Regions from separate parts of the Mus musculus genome. Here region 1 is linked to region 2. Evidence: chromatin contacts called from public HiChIP or PLAC-seq data. All regions are on one chromosome and are shown on one strand. Each heading gives the region's core, a stretch centred on a gene start, on an enhancer-like site or on the middle of the called end of the contact. The rest is flanking DNA. Distances are from core to core; before and after follow the strand shown.

What was found. HiChIP or PLAC-seq counts read pairs in DNA pulled down with a chosen protein or histone mark.
Region 1: an H3K27ac HiChIP or PLAC-seq map of microglia shows a contact between it and region 2, with 4 times the contacts expected there. The contact joins two enhancer-like sites. A contact is called at or near these places in 2 of 115 datasets of contacts at active chromatin or transcription factors (a beta-TC-6 cell line and microglia).

What each region holds. Positions count from the first base shown.
Region 1 is chr3:28,078,140-28,083,675 of GRCm38.p6, reverse strand. It overlaps Pld1 (phospholipase D1), which reads right to left. Exons shown (of 27, transcript NM_001164056.1): 16 at 5,259-5,472. Among named protein-coding and RNA genes, the nearest start is that of Gm42196, 96 kb to the left of the region's middle. Within about 2 kb of position 3,390, at least 3 of the 459 cell types and tissues checked have an H3K27ac peak or open chromatin away from gene starts, as enhancers often do. A contact at or near this core is called in microglia, where this site is marked.
Region 2 is chr3:27,648,876-27,654,305 of GRCm38.p6, reverse strand. All of the region lies in intron 1 of Fndc3b (fibronectin type III domain containing 3B), which reads left to right. Among named protein-coding and RNA genes, the nearest start is that of Fndc3b, 59 kb to the left of the region's middle. Within about 2 kb of position 3,930, at least 38 of the 459 cell types and tissues checked have an H3K27ac peak or open chromatin away from gene starts, as enhancers often do. A contact at or near this core is called in microglia, where this site is marked.

The DNA.
Region 1 (5,536 bases), core at 2,141-4,640, 430 kb before region 2:
CAATTTGAGAAATGAAGCCAAGGTTTTAACATATACATGCATTGAAATATCATGACGGCCAGCTATCACTTGGAAAACAAAATGAGAGTAAATTTCTAGTCTGAGAAAACAGCCCTGGTAGTAACTGAATTCAGATGCCCACAATTCAGATATGCTTTTGTTACTAGGCAGGGCTCAGTCATTCCAAGCAGACCTCTGAACAGCACACGGAGACAGCCAGGCATACACGGACCTCTATCAACTGGCCCTGCAGCACCATATCTGGCTCCCAAATGACATCATCACAATTGCATCTCTCCTGCCTGGATATCTCGTGCCAGTTTTCTGCACCCCTGTCTGTCAGCAGCTAATGTTTGCAGCAGGGGTATCTTCCCATTCTTTCCAGAACTCACCTGACCTTGCTGTCACACCTAAGAGTATAATTACCAGCATCCTCTAGCATTAATGGTCCCTCCTAGGGTGACTCAGTTCTAGCCTCCAAAGTACCTGTTTTTCTCTCCTCTTCTCTGCCTCACGATCTTCCCACCACCACTTCCCAAACCATAATGACATTCTAATAATCTTTCTGGAAATTTCCATCTACTTCAGTCTTGAATACTTTGGCACAACCTATTGGATCCCTTTACATTTGAGTATATTCTTCACGCATCTTTACCTTTAACCAGTCCCCACCACGGTGTTCTCCAGCATTTTGGGGATTAGCCTATTTTAGCCTGTCCCTAAGGCTAGATAGAGTCTTCCAGCCCAGTTCACATAAATTAACCCTTAACCATAACCCCTAAGTTCCACAACTCTATAAACTCAATGGGGTCTTCATAGAGCATGTGTCACCAGAAACTGAGCTGTTCTGACATTCCTGGCTCCACTGGTCCACTCATGCGACACCTACACAAAGAGCTCACTGACATTCCCTGTGTTGCAGAGGCCTGATGGAAATGCTACATGACACAGGGTCTAGACACGGGGTATAGACAGTATTTTACCCACTAAACCCTCGCACATTCCAGTTTCTGAAGCACATCTGAGACCAGGGCTTCTCGTAGACCTCCGTGGGTTTGTCCCACTGAATGCTAAGGGCTGAGAAGTGAAAATAAATGCTTTTGGTATTTGCCAAATCTGTGCCCTATGATAAAACAGTATCCTGAAACCACTTCTCTCTCTTTTCTTAGTCTCTACCTTCCAAGTATTGTGTAGTGTTAGGGCTTGAACCCAGGGCCTCATGCATGTGAGGTAAGCATTTCTCTGAGCGACATCCCCAACACCTTACTTTTCGATCTATATTCATATTTAAGGGTGGTTCCAACCCACATCCTGAATGAGTTGTGTTTTAGAAACTATTCAGTCTTCAAACTTTGTAGATTTGCAATGGTGTATGATGAGGGTTTGAGGCCTTATTGGGGATCTGGTAAGATGGTTTCACTTGTAGCAAGAGTGCTGAGCAATGGTGTTACCAGTGTCCTAAGTGGTAAGTATTTTAAACTGTTTTCACTATCACCTAGCAGACAATACACATTTTTTGTTCTTTAGGGTCATTGTTGTTATCTTGTTTTGTTTTTACACAAGGGTCATTTGCCCTAGCAGGCTTTAAACTCACTATGTAAGAAAGACTGACCTTGAATTTGTTACAGTCCTCTGTCTCTGCCTACCAAATGCTAAGATTGCAGATACATGCCATGATATCTGCCATGGACCTTGAAGAGTCTTACACATCCTGCTCACTGCAGCCCAGACAAGAATCTTGAGAAGTCTTAGCTTACAGTCTATCCCCCTGATCAATGCAAAATCTGATACAAAGGAAAGAGCAGTGGATGACTTCCCAAATGGAAAAGGAATCAAATTTTGTATTTAACATTTTGTCAAGCAAAGCAATGTCAACCTGGAGTTCTCCTTCTTACAACATAATTTGGAAAAGAAGAAAAAATTCCTTGAGAATAGCTGAGTGATTGCTGAATTAAAAGACATGTTACAAAACCTACAATAGTCACTGACCTCATAAAGAGGAATTAAATGTAGTGTAGTCTCTCTGATTAAACTCTGCAGTCGTCTTACCTGTATTCTGCATATTGGCCTTTGTATGGCAAGACATTCTGTGAAAGTTTGCTATGTGGCTTCAATGTGTACACAGTTTATCACTATCTGCTGACTTATGTGCAACAATCTATCTGTGTAAGTAGCCTTATTGCTCAGCTTGCTAAGTGCATTTCATCTATTACATTCATTTCATCCACAGTACTTAGGGCAGTGGTTGGCATGTCATAGGAGCTCAGCATGTATTTATTCAATGAAGTACATAAGGAAGCTGGAGAGATGGCTCAGAGGTTAGCAGTACATACCGTTATTTCAGGGGACCCACGTTTGGGTCTCTCCCCCACCCCCACCCCCCTACTTCCTTATCATCCTCAGAGTCTGGAATCTTTGCTGTTTACTTCCTCCTTTTCTTTTAAACTTGTCTCCAGTCGATGAATGGAGGAGACAGTGAATGCCTGCCAAGGACTCTTTCCATCAGCACTGTGTCCTCAGATCATCACGTGGGTCTCACGCCCTCAACCAGGGCTTGGCCTAATGTGCCAGATACCTTTCTGCCTCCTTCCCGCTTGCTCCTTGTGCACACCACCAATTGTCAAAGTAAAGACCCCCTCTTTCACACTTCTGCAACCTTATTCTTCTATCTCATTTTGAACCTCAATTGTAAATCATCAACCACACACACCAGAAGAGACACTTTCCAGTTCTGCTCTTAATTTTTCTTTACAGCTACAGATATCCTGCCTTGGTCCCCTCAGTTTCCCAGAAGCTTCCAGCCCTCAGAACCTTGAGGCTCACACAGGTACAGACAGACATAGTGCAAGTTGTTCCTAAACTCATAAGTCAATCAAGAATTAGCCTTATGTTAAATTGTTAAGACATATAATATATTCCCATATAATATTTTCCACTTTAAATTGTGTATCAATATTGTTAGATTTATAAAACTACCAGTTATTCTGAGCTTCAGTTTATTACATATAGCTTATGCCCTTTAAATATTGCTAGGTCTGGGTCCATGTGACAGCTCAGTAGATAAATGTGCTTGCCACCAAGCCTAGAGACCTAAGTTCAATCTCTTGGCCTTTCATAGAAGAAAGAGAAAACAGCTCCTGCAAGATGTTCTCTGACCTCCACACAGACACCATGGTCTATACATATACACATAAGCACAGGAAAATAAACACATATAATTAAAAATAAGCCAATAACTGGGTTCCTGAAGAACATTTGGACTACTCTTCAAGTTCTAGCCTCATTGGTCAGGTGCCTGAAATTCATCCAGGCCTCTCAGCTGGGCTCCAACTTCCTAATCTAGCAGAACAGAATTGTAGCCTTGGAGTGGAGCCAAAGGACAAGATGTTGTTGGTGTTTCCATTTCTGCCTAGTTAGACATGTGGATGCTAAGCATGCGGATGCTGAGAAACTGGACCACACTGGGCAAATCCCTTGCCATCCCAGTCAAGGGCTCTGTGAAAAGGAGATGCTATCCCTGCTATCTCTGTCAAGTATCCCAGGTGTTCAAGGCAGTGCTGGGCCATCTGCACACTTGCTGGTGCCTTACTGTAGTGATTCCCCATCCTGAGGTGGGGAAGAGATTGCCAAAACCTTCCTCATTCTCTCCTCCGTAGTTTAGGCCCTGATTAATTCACTCTTTAGGAATCTGATTCTTCCCATAAAAGGTATCATATAACATTTTTTAACCATCCCCATGTAAAACATTCTAGTTCTAATCAAAAACCATCAACATTTTTCCAACAAATGAAGTTGCGTTTTCCTTGCTTTGTCTGGGACTCTGCCTCAGTGCACCCTTTTAACACCAGTCACATGCCTTAGCTGCAAGGGTCATTTCCTAGTAACAGGTAAGAAGTTGGTCTTTTCCACCCACGTGCCTTTGAGAGGTTCATTTCCTTCACCTGTAACACCTTTCTGTCCTCACCTAAGCTCTCCAGGTACTATCAGATCCAAGGACAGGCTCCCTCCTCAAAACATTTCCCTAGGTCAGCAAGAGGAAGTCCTTCTGCCTCAAACAGAGGTGTGTGTGTGTGTGTGTGTGTGTGTGTGTGTGTGTGTATGTGTGTGTGAGTGTCCATGCTATGAGACTATTATAGACCTTGTGCTAGGGGACTGTTCTGTGTGTCGCTGTCTCTCTCTTCACTGCTGGGGAATAGATCCTCAGGTGTACAGAGCTTGCACCTGTGCCCTTGCATGGAACAGGTCTAACCTAACATATGGGACAAGAAGACTGACCAGAGAGACAACACGAACACACACTCACTGTGGTCGGGCAGCAAAGGAAGCAACAAAAGCTGAAGCCCATGGGGTTCTGACACTAGCCAGTCACTTACCAGTGCTGTGCCTAGTGAGCCCCTGCTCAGACTCACTGGAAGGGTGAAAGAGTTTCAAGTGGGGCTTTAACCCATGGATTAAATTCTGATGACTTCTACAGTGGCTAAAATAACCTGGAGAAAGTTGAGAGTTCTTTTTTGTTTTACAAAGAAACATATTTACATATCTATGTCTATGTAACAAATTTTATAAACTTGAAAGCACACTTAATCATTTTTAGAATAAGCAGGTCTATAAACTCAGTCATAAGTTCTAGTGTGATAGAAAAACCACAGCACTTTAAGTAAAGGTATGTAAACTCATACAATATAGAATATCTAATGTCTGCTGATACAAGCTTGATATATTTCTGGATGAAAAAATAAATAAATGTATTCTATGAAGGTTTATAAAGGACACCTAATGCTCCTTTTCTCTTTATAACTTGTCATATTTTAGAAAGCTCTAGTCATTTTATAGCCATCAAAAGTATCAACAGTGGCTATGATTACATTGTATTAATAATAAATATGTTTTTAAAATGAGACAAAGGAGACAGGGGGGCATGGAGCCCAATAGGTAGAGTGCTTGCTTATATGCACAGAACCTGTTTAAGTCCCAGAACCTTATAAAACAGGCATGGTGGTGCACGCCTGTGATCCCAACATGGGAGAAACAAGAGCCCAAGATCAGTCTCTATCACACAGTGAGTTTGAGACCAGCCTGGGCTACATGAGACCCTGTCTCAAAACACAGTGTCCCAGTGCCATGATGTCACACAGGATGCATGGCAGTCATTGCACATTGTCCACTGAATGCCACCACTGATCTTTGTAAAGCAAATAGGCAAGGGCTACAAGGCCCACAGTGCAGCCAAGGAAAGTTCTAGCAAAGGCAGGACTCACTGGAGGTGCTGTCGATGCTGCTGATGCTGTCCGCGTTGTGCAGGTGGTGACGGTGCAGCTGGCGATAGAGACTAAATTTGGAGAATTTCCTGGACTTTCCTATCCCTTTCAGCTTCATGTCAGTCTCATCAACAATCTTTGAGATGGGCTCCTTTTTATGAAATTCATGTTTATCCTTGAGGCTTAAGGATTCCATAGACTCTACTGATGCTGCCTGAGAAAGTTATTAAAAAAAAAAAAAGACCATGCATAAAGTATACTACAACAGGCTTTCACTT
Region 2 (5,430 bases), core at 2,681-5,180:
CTGAGAAACTCCCCAGCAGTCTGTGACTTGCCTAGCTGCCCTCTCCTGTAGTCATTTTGCTTCTGTGTTTAATGATGACACACCTCCTGTCACCAGGGGGCCACTTTAGCTCTTTATATTTTATTTCTGCCTTTTTTTCCTGCTCTTAAGTTTTTTTAAATGCCTTGTTACACTTTCTTGTGTGTGTGTGTGTGTTACAGAATGTGTGATTGTATGTGTATGAGTGTGTGTATGTATGTTACAGTGTGTGTGGTTGTGTGTGTATGAGTATGAATATGTTACAAAGGTTAGGTTTGGCCCTCTCCTTCCCCCATGTTGGTTGCAGGGATTGGCTTGAAGTAAAAGCAGGTACCTTTACCATGGAGTTCCCTCTCCATCCTGTGTGCTAAGTCTTTGCCATCTGGGCTAAGAGATTGGATGATGGAGTAACTTAACATTCCTCAAGGTATCTATCTTAAAACGTTCTGAGGTCTCTGTCTTGGTAAGGTTTCACTGAAGCCTGAAAGCTCTTTGCCATTGTAGAAGGGATTGGGTACGCCTGGGAGACAAGGTGTGGCACTCTTAGGGTCCCTGTAGAATTTACCTCTTCTGGGTTTGGTCTTTGTGGTCATTTCATCTAGCCATCAAACCCTCTGGCCTGGCCATTTTGCGTCTGTCCACTCATCCAGGTTTGTTCTGTGCTGAGAGTCCCTGATCTCTGAGAGCTCACTAGGAGCCCTGGCTCATTGCCGGTGTCTGCACTTCCTACTTCTCCTGGGCAGAGACTTAGATGTCATGGAAGTTGTGCTGACCATTCACAGGAATGTCGTGAGGCCTGATAGAATTAGTGTGAATGATGCTCAGAACTCCTGCAGACCCTTCCAGAAAGCAACTTGTTGATTATGCTTAAAAGCCTTCTCCCTCCCCCGCTAAAGGGTGCTATACTTAGTTGTTAGTACCCAGGCAGGTGTTGAGATAGTTTACATGTGAGCTTCATTCATACTAGATCTCTAAGTAGAGATATAAAAATGCAGGTTGGTTGTATGACATGATCTAGAAGTCATGTGCTGAAGAACCAATTACTTATTCTGTAGGCAGAGAGATTGAGAGTCAGGGAGCCTGTGCAGAAGTATTCAGACACCTGAAATACAGCAGGGTCTGCCTAAGTGCTTCCAGGGTGCCAGGCATGCTGTGCCTGCAGGCTGCCTGGGCGTGCGCTGGGCCTGGAAGGGATCACAGGGTCTCTGACTCCTACTCGACCACCATAGCAGGCGTTCACGGTGGCCCAGACTGATTCTGACTTTCCTTATATTGTCCCTTGAGAAAGAGTAGAAGGAAATATACACGAAATTCCACATCTCACTTATAGAAAATACATGTTTGCAGTTACAGTCATCCTTAGCAAAAATATGCTGCTAAGCTGACTCGGCTGCAAGTGAGCAGGGCTCATCGTTCTGGAATGTTTTCTTGTGATGCTAGGCTGCCATCCTTGGGATGTCCAGGCGGGGTGTCAGAGGTACTGTGGTATGAAGGGCCCTGGAATCTAAGTGTTCCAGTAAAAGTGTCTGGTTCTGTCAGCAGCCTTACTTAAATACCATTCAAAAACAATGAACTAAACAAACCAACCCTTGGTAAACGTTTTCCGTAGATAAGCCCCTTTCCTCTCTCGGTTAATATTTGCAGAGCTGAGATATGGATTTGGGGTCTAGAGATTGTGTATATACGGTGATGTAACTTTTTTCCTTTTTTTTTTTTTTTTCCTCTAAAAGTTTGGTCTGTGGGGCGTGCTATGAAAGAAACCTCTGTATATTCATAGAGAACTTATATTTGGACTTTTTTCCTCTCCTGAAAATAGTACTTTCCCTAAGTAACTCTGGGTGTTCTGCCATGACTGTACTGTGAATGACTTCACGAAAGCCACTTAAAAGTATATTCAAAGCCAAGTTACAAGGAGAAAAGTGTCTGTGACCACTGTCCTGGCCTGTCAGGTGTCCAGGTGTGGAGCTAGGCCATGAGCACTCGAGGTTCTGTCCCCAGCCCACACCTATGGATCTGTGGAGTGTCGATGACAGGCCTGCACAGCCAATGAGTTAGTTTCCTTCCCTTTCTCTCGAGAGCAGGATGGGAGTTCTCGGGGGGCTTGCCATTCATTTTGTTCTGCTATAGTTTTATTTTTAATGGAAAGAACTCTATTTCACAGGATTTCTGTCAGAGCTTCCATGCTTCTAATTGGATGCAAAAAGCCAGAATATTTTTAAGCTTAAGATTTTTTTTTCCAGACGGCTGTGATTTGACTTCACTAATGAATACATATCAGACAAGAAGGCAAATTCCAGACTATTCGTGCCTCAACCAACCAGCTGGGCACATACCTCTCGGTACTGCTCATGTCTCAAGAGGGTTTTCTGCATGAGCAATTATCACCTCCCTTTCCTTCATTCAGGTGGCAAGCCATGGCAAGTGTCTTTCCTGCACAGGGTAGAACTCAGCTGTAAAATTAGATTTCATTGGCATAAAAACACAGCAGCCGCCAGCACAACCGTGTGTTTTGGTTCTCATCCTTCGACTGAAGTTCTTCCTCCCTTTAATAAGGAGGCCGAAGCCACTCCCGAACCAGTAAGACAGTTCAGGCGTCACAGGCTCCCGTTTGATTCTAGCTTTAGTTTAATCTGTAGTGAGTAAGCAGGGCAGGGAATTGGTGCTAAAAACATAATCTCTTAAGAGCAGAAAGGAGTGTGAGGGCTCTTCTCTAATTCTGCTACTTTATAAAACACAGAATTAATTGTTCAACTTTAGAGTCAATTCCTGATAAACTCCAGATTAAAACTTTCATTTTCTAGTAGTGAGTGTTGTGACAGCCTCCCCATCTGGTCCCTTCCCCCTCCATTCTCCCTCCTCCTTTCTACCCTCCCCCCCCCCCCCCCAAGCTGGCCCTTTTGAGCTGTTTTCACAGTGGAGCGCGGCAAAAACTCAGTTAACCATTACTCTTCCTCCTCTGTTCCTTCACATCCTTTCCCTCTAACTATTTAATTTGGTTTCTAAAACAGCCAAGGGGAGGATTTACCTGTGCCAGGTACCCTTCCTCGTGTCCATAGAAAGTGTGCAGGAACGATTTAGTGTAAGGAAATCCGCCTAACCACCCCTGGGCTTTTGTGTCTAATGTCTGTGACCCTGCATCAGGCTCACGGTGGCCACTGTGATGATACAGTGCAGTGCTCCTGGGAAAGGATGCAGGAAGTGGGCAAGACAACAGTGTGTGTGTGTGTGTGTGTGTGTGTGTGTGTGCATGTGTGCGTGTGCGCGAGTGCACATGAGCAGATCTTAGGATTTTAAATGGAGACTTTGATGTGTTTCCGTGTTGTTTTAGTACCTTCCCTCTATGAATTCTGTTGTTATTTCCATAGTTGTTTTATTAAAAGCCCTGGTTAGGGGACTGGAGAGATGGCTCAGAGATTAAGAGTACCTGTGCTTGCAGAAGATCCCATTTTGATTCCTAGCAACCACATGTTGGCTCATAACCATCCAAAACCCAGTTGCAGGGGACCTGATGTCGTCTTCTGACCTCCTCGAGCACTAAGCATACATGTGGTACACAGTTGTACATTCAAGCAAAACACTCATATATAAAACTAAATCCAATAAACAAACAAACAAACAAACAAACCCAGGTTAGCTTTGCTGCAAAGGCCGGATAGCAATGTTGGCAGCTTCTGAGTTTCTAGGTTCCGAATCGGGAGTCACAGGAAATTATTTTTCAAAACCAGTATTTGAGCCTGGTGGTGGCTCATGCCTTTAACCTCAGCACCCAGGAGGCAGAAGCAGGCACATCTCTGTGACTTTGAAGCCAGCTTGGTCTACAGAGTGCGTTCCAGGACAGCTAGAGCTACACAGAGAAACCCTGTCTCAAAAAACCAAAAACCAGAAACGAAACAAACAGAAAACCAGGATGAGGTAGAAAAGGGAAGATGGAAATGGAGTGTCAGATGGTGTTTGACAGAGCATCTATGGCGGACTGCTTACAGCCGCTGTCTTGCTGGTTTGCAGGCTCGCTTCTTTCTGAGGCTTGCTCATAAAGAGAAGGAAGGAAGTGCGCTCTTAGGAAACTGTCAATCCTTGTGACTGACAGCAGTATAAGTAGTGATCACCTCGAGCGGGAGGCTCTCGTGTGCATCCTTTTCTTTACTCGCCGCCATATAACTCTATGTCAGATTTTGATTTCTTTTTTCATTTTTACTACAAATACAACGTAAACACACAAATCAGCTGCACAAACGCCTGTCATAACTTAAGCTTTATCAGGTTTTGTTTCTCTCTTAGAAGTGATTTAGAAGCCAGTCTTGCTATCCCTTGTAAAAACTCAGTCATCTCAAGAAAATACCCAGTATAGCAATTTCTTTTTTTTTAAAAGATTTATTTATTATTATATGCCAGTACACTGTAGTTGTCTTCAGACACACCAGAAGAGGGTGTCAGATCTCATTACTGGTGGTTGTGAGCCACCATGTGGCTGCCGGGATTTGAACTCAGGACCTTTGGAAGAGCAGTCAGTACTCTTAACCGCTGAGCCACCTCTCTAACCCCCTAGTAATTTCTTAGTAGCCTCCCTAACTTCTCTACCACAATCCTTCCAAGCTTCAACAGCACAGCCCTCCCCCACCCCAACAGCACAGCCCTCCCAACTCCAACAGCACAGCCCTCCCCCACCCCAGCAGCACAGCCCTCCCCCACTCCATCAGCTCTCCCCCATCAGTACACCCCCACCCCCAACAGCACAACCCTTATCCCCAGCGTCTGATGATTTCACAGTTTCCAAGTGTCACTTGACTCTATGTACACTTCTTCCAGTTCCCTGAATCCTTAGAAAAAGCCTTAAGTGTTAGGTAGCTACAACATTTTTCTGGTATACCTTAACATTCATAGTTTTCAGAAAGTTGCCCTGTGCTAGTCTCACCATCAGAAACTGTTTTGCTTGTTTGTTTTTGAAAGGCTGAACCCCTGTGTGGACTGTTCACCTGCCTTGGTCTCCTGAGCAGCTGGGATTGCAGGCACGTACGATGATGTCACTTGGCTTCAACTGGTATTTTCAGTAGAGAAGGAATCTTTCACAAAGTCTGAATCAAGCTGTGAATTTTCTAGTGAGCCCATAGCAATCTCTTCTTTAGACTACAGAACAAGCATGCATTTTCATGGTATTTAGTTTGTCTGATAATGCCTAGTTAATCTGTTTTTAATGGAAAAGATACTCTACGGAATTTGTGGACTGGAACTTAACGTTATTGACTTTGGAGCGCCAACTTTGAGGTTACTTGCAAGTTCCTTTTAGTTCCCTGTGTTCCATGGGTTTAGAAAGTGCATTTATGGGATGGGGAGGTAGAGGAACGATAACTGCCTGGGATACACTGGCTAGAGAGACTAGCTACAGTTTGCAAGCCAAAAGTTTAGTAAGAAACC